2 separate regions of the Mus musculus genome follow, and region 2 is linked to region 1. The links are chromatin contacts, called in public promoter capture Hi-C maps. All regions are on one chromosome and are shown on one strand. The core of a region is the stretch at or near the end of the contact, and the rest is flanking DNA. Distances in the headings are between cores, read along the strand shown.

Evidence for each region. Promoter capture Hi-C pulls out the DNA fragments that hold promoters and counts their contacts.
Region 2: a contact with region 1 is called in a promoter capture Hi-C map of pre-B cells, with 2.7 times the contacts expected there. The contact joins the promoter of Ncbp3 here to the promoter of Pfn1 in region 1. A contact is called at or near these places in 2 of 39 promoter capture datasets (liver and pre-B cells).

The regions. Positions count from the first base shown.
Region 1 is chr11:70,653,248-70,655,947 of GRCm38.p6, forward strand. It overlaps Pfn1 (profilin 1), which reads right to left and starts at 1,403. Exons shown (of 3, transcript NM_011072.4): 1 at 1,102-1,403. The coding sequence starts at 1,233. It also overlaps a transcript of Eno3 not described here.
Region 2 is chr11:73,046,483-73,049,182 of GRCm38.p6, forward strand. It overlaps Ncbp3 (nuclear cap binding subunit 3), which reads left to right and starts at 1,385. Exons shown (of 13, transcript NM_025818.3): 1 at 1,385-1,600. The coding sequence starts at 1,418.

The sequences.
Region 1 (2,700 bases), core at 153-2,652:
AGCCTTTGGATGCTCAGAACAGCCCTTCAGGAAAAGCAGAAGCAAAGAGGGGAAGGGAGGGGGTAGGAAGGGAGGAGAAGTAACTTTGTCCTTATTTGGTCAAAGGTTCTGCAGGCGTTGTTAGGAGCCCGGACGCCTGGGTCTCCGGGTAACCTGGAGTTTGGGTCCAGGTAGCTATGCCCCAAGATAAGGAAGCTGACCCCGGGGGCTCTCTAATTAAGTTCAAAAAGTTTATTAGGGCAGGAGACTAGTCTGTGTGTGAGTCTAGACATCCCAGAGAACCTTTCTCCTTCTCCCCCTTAAACCCCCAAACCCCTATATCCGGTACCCTCCCGCCCGGAAATCCCCTCCCCCCATTCGAACTTCCGCTCCCCCTCCCCACTTCCGGGCAGTGTGGTCAGGGAAGGTGGTGGTAGGGACAGCAGCAACCTTATTCCTTCACTTTTACCGTCTCAGAACTTCTCACAAAGTTCCCCTACGCCGGGCCCGGGCGGATGGCGGGAAGGGAGGGCGAGGGGACTTCCGGAATCGGCCTCCCAGGAATGTTGAGGCTAACGTGCCGACTTGGGGGGTGTGTGTGTGTGTGGCGGCCTCGCCCTCTCTAACGGAGCTGGGAGGGGCAGGGTGGCTACCGAGGTCCGGCCCGGGCCCAAGGCCACGCGCCTGGCGCTCCCATCAGCGTCAGGGGGAACAATGGTGGAGGGAGAGCGAGCATTCGGCCCGAAGGGGAGTCCAGGCTCCGGAGCCCCTTATCAATCATAATCCCGGGCTAAAACTGCAGCGCGTGCCCGCCCCGCCCTGGAGGAGGCGGAAGTGGGCCGCCGCACCGGCCGCCGCGCCCCTCCCCGCCCTGGGCCCCGGATGTAACGCCCGGTCGCAGAAAGCGGGGCGGCGGGCGAGATGGGCGCCGCCGCCGAGGGGCGTAGAGCCCGGGGAACCACAGAGGGAGCCAGTCTCACGCAGCCGCCATTCGCCCCGCCGATGGGAGAGGACCGGATCACGGCCTCCCGCTGCCCTCGCTCGCCTGCGCCCGCCCCCACCCCAGTCCCCCAGAGGGTCTAAGGCCGGTCACTGCTCGGGACCGCACGAGCCTCGCAGTACCGTAATGCTAACGAAGGTCTTCCCGGGGACGGCGGCCCAGACGGAGGGCGAGTCCTTGTAGCCTACGATGGCCGCGTCCTGACAGGTCCCGTCCGCCATAAGGCTGTCGATGTAGGCGTTCCACCCGGCCATGGCGCTGCTGCTGGGGCTGCTCTGCGGGCTGTTGCTGGGATCGCGGGCTCGGGCTCGGGCTGGCGGGCGGGGGAAGGCAGAGAGCTCGGGGCACGCGCTGCCGTCCGGAACGCGGCTCTGTTAGCTGTGCAGCAGCCCTCGCACCGCCACTTCCTGCTCCTCCCCCCCCCCTCTAGATTTTTATTTGCAAAGGGCGGCGGGGCGGGGCCTGCGCCCCATTCCCTCCCTCCATCCTCCCCCCCCCCCCGCCGGGCCAGATAGCGAACTTTTGCAAATGCAATTTTTAAAAAACCCTCCCCCCACTTTGCAAAATTTGCCGAGTTCGATGGAAAGCCACGCCAAAGGCTATATAGAGTGGTGGTGGCAGGAGAGGTTAAGGTTAGGGCTCGCTCCGATTCATCCTGAATACCACTTGGCTATAGAAGGAGGAAGCCAGAGGAAGCAGGGAAAGAAAAAGAAAAAAAAAAAAAAAAGAAAATTAGTAAGGTTGAGCAAGTTGAAGTGGGTTCGGGGAACCCAGGGTTAAACCGAATCATTCCTCCACCCCCCAACCCCCACCTCCGCGGGAGGGAAGGAACGGCGGGCGGCGGCGCGTGCGCCCGCGCCTGCGCCGGGGCAGTGAGAAGCCAGCGCGTGGGGCGGTTGGGGCTAGCGGCTTGGCTGCGTGAGCGCGCGCCTGGCGGGACACATTTGGACCATCCGAGGAGGGAAGACGCGTCCCCAGCAGTCGGGACGGGCAGACGCCCCGGGTTGGGCCCTGCTGCCTTCTCCACATTTATCTAAACGATAAGGGAGCAAAAGTGAAATCGATATAATACTCTAGTCATTTTCAGTACTAAAGGTCTCTCCAACCAGGGCACCTGTCCCAACCGTCTGCCATGTACAGCGCACACGTTGGGTTCATTCGAGCGCGTCCCTAGATTCCCGAGGAATCATTCCCTTCGCTGGATCCGCTCCAGCTCAGCCTCGCCCCATGCCTGAACCCTGTCTACAGAGGTCACTGAATAGGGGCGCCACCCGGGTGACACGACGGGACTCATTTTTCAAGGCGGAAGAATACTAAAGTACCAAGGATGACAACTTTTATAAGAAGAGGAAAGTCCCCTCTACTTTGGACGCACTGGGGCTTTCTTCTTTTCCAGAAAAACTTTTGCTAAGTATTTATGTGCGGTCAGCTCACTCGCCGCCGAGCAGGTCTAGGGGCGAATGGCAGGCCACTGAGGCTGGAGGGAGTAAAGGAGTCACCCGGGACCCTGGCCTCCGAGGGGCTCGGCCGCTTCCGGTCCCTCGGAGGAGGGGCGCCAGGGTGTGCAGCCTCTCCCAGTGGAAGTACTTGGTTCGCTGCCTTTTGGAGCCGGGTTGGGTTCCCTGACGTTCATCCCCAAATTCTGGCTCCCCACGCCCCCCAGCCGAGGTTCTTCGACAGCCGCGTGGCTGAGTCACGGGCGGGGCCGCGCTGGGGCACGT
Region 2 (2,700 bases), core at 135-2,634, 2.4 Mb after region 1:
GGGGTAAAGCTCACTGGTAAAGGGCTTTGTTAGCATGCTCAAGTCTCTGGGTTGCATTGTTAATACAGCAAAAGAAAAACGGAAGGAAAGAAAGGAAGGGGAACAGGAGAAAAGAAAATACAATCCATTGTTTTAACCCAATTTTGTACTTTGCATTGCAATCAATTGATGGTACCATTCTAAGGAATTCCATCTTGTTTGTCCCATGGTACAGACCCATTTCAAGAAAAGCTTGGATGTACAGTATCACCTCTTTTGGATCTTACAGCCGCACATAACTAGCTCATTCGGTCCTTATATTCTTCTGTGGAGGTGTGTCACTGTTCTATGTTCTGATGAAGGAACTGAGGTTCCGTGCCATGCCCAAAGTGACCTAGTGTATCTGAGTCTTGTGATTTTTTTTTCTGTTTTAGAATGATTTGCCTTTCTCTGAAAAGATTTTTAGGGGCTCAGATATATGGTCTTACCTATTCCTGGTTCAGATTGGGAGATAGGTCTAGAAAGGGCTAACTAAATATGACACAGGAGGAGACACAAAATCAGGACTCATGACAGACAAGAAGTCCCTTCTTCAAGTCTGAACAAGCCTTTCCTCTTTCCCAGCCAGACTCTTACTAGGAACATTTGCAGGAAATCTTGCTTGTGAGTCTCTGATGAGTAGAGCTCCCAGAAGTGACAAAATGGGTCTAAGCTCTGGTTCTGCCCTTTGGGTAGGTCACTGTGATCTTGAAGCACCCCTCTTCCCCTTTTAAGATAGGATCTTCTGTAGTTTAGGCTGGCCTCAAACTAGCAATTGCCCCTTGGTGTAATTGGGGGATAACCTTCAGCCCCTAGTCCTCCTGCCTCTATCTCCCAAGTGCTGGGAATACAATCGTGTACCATCCCTTTCCAGTTTAAATGTAGGCAGGGTTTTACCTTGGATCCCTGGATGGCCTGGAACTTAGAGATGTGCCTGCCTCTGACTCCTGACTGCTGGGATTATAGGCATGTAACCCCTACACTGGGCCCTAGTTTAAAATTTTGACCACATAATATGGCTCAATTACTGGAAGACTTGACAGAGCCAAAGCTTACTACGGAAATAACTTTGTAAACGCTCAGATTGCCTAGATGATAGATCGCGGTAACCGCTCAGCAGTTCTTAGAAGTATAGTCCTCAAAGTGCAGGTATTTTGGAACCTCAGACGACGCTCCACCTCCATCACTGCTTCGTCCCGCCCCCTACCCCGCGAAGTCCCGCCCCAAGCCGGCCCCAGGTTCCTAGGTCACCAAGGGGGCGCCAGAGATAAGGACAGCTTTCTGGTAGAAACAGACGACGCTCTAGGTGATAGCGGTGCTCCTCTGTGGTCATCGGCGACGGCGCTCTAGGCGGCGGGAGTGAGGGGCGGGCTTTCGGTGGTGCGGCCGGCTGGCAGCTATGGCGGCCGTCCGCGGCCTGCGAGTGTCTGTGAAGGCGGAGGCCCCCGCTGGGCCGGCTTTGGGGCTTCCGTCGCCCGAGGTGGAGTCCGGTTTGGAGCGTGGCGAGCCGGAGCCCATGGAAGTGGAAGAAGGCGAGCTGGAAATCGTGCCGGTGCGGCGCTCCCTAAAGGAACTGCTCCCGGTACGGGCGAGAGGGGCGGGGGCTGAGGAGGTCGCCGGGCGGGTGTCCCTGGAGAGTCAGGGAAGGTGGCGGACGGCGGCACTGGCGCAAGTCCGGGAACGCGGGAAAGGGGCGCGAGCGCCGAAAGGCGGGGGCCGCGCATGACCCGGAGAGCGCCAGAGAGAAAGGACGCCGGGGCGCCCGGAAATGGGTGCAGAGAGCGCTGGAGAGGCGGGGGATCTCGGAGAGAGTTGGGGACACCCCTCTCGCTGCCCCTCGGTGGCCCCGAACGGAATCAGCTGTGTTTGGTTGGAGATAAAAAGGAGCCGCGGGCGGGAACAGAACCTGAATCAGCCCTCAAAGAAAGTGTTAGGTGCCGCCGGCATCCAGGTCTCCTGGTGGGTCCTCCTTCCCCGGCCGAGTTGGTGTCACTTAAACCAGCTCTCTTCGCTTGGGAGGGCTAGACCTGTCAAACAGCAGACACTCGTGTGTTGGTATTGTGGATGAGGGTCCTCACGTCCCCGCACCTTCACTGCGTCTACTCTCGGTGGTCCCAGCTTCTGACACACAGTGACATTTGATCTTTCTTTAACCACAGTGGGTCTGAGGAGTGTTTTGCCTGTGGTTTGGTAGTCACATGCCCCTTCTTAAAGCTGGTCTGAGGCCTGGATAGCTCGGTTTTCACATACAACGTGAACTCCCTGCGCCCCCTCCTTTAATTACATGATAGCAGCTTGGTTTTACATTTGAAGTTATGAGTGAAGGCTAAGGTAGTGATGACAAATGACAATACCTTTGGTGACAACATCTATAGGTTATAGTGGATAGTGTATAGGTCAGGTGTTATCCATTCAGTCAGTTTAACATGTTTATATCACACACCTCTCTGTGTGCTGGTGTAATCCTAGGTGCTTAAGAGCGAACTCCCTCTTGGTGTTGCCCTAGTAGGGGAGACAAGTAAATAGTTCCCTTTTGTATTAAGTGCTACAAAAACAAACACACACACACACACACACACACACACACACACACACACACACCCTGTTAATAGGATAAAAAGCACAGTGGCCAGGAGGGATGTGAAGCAGTTGGTGTGTGTTGGGATGCACAGGAAAGTCCCT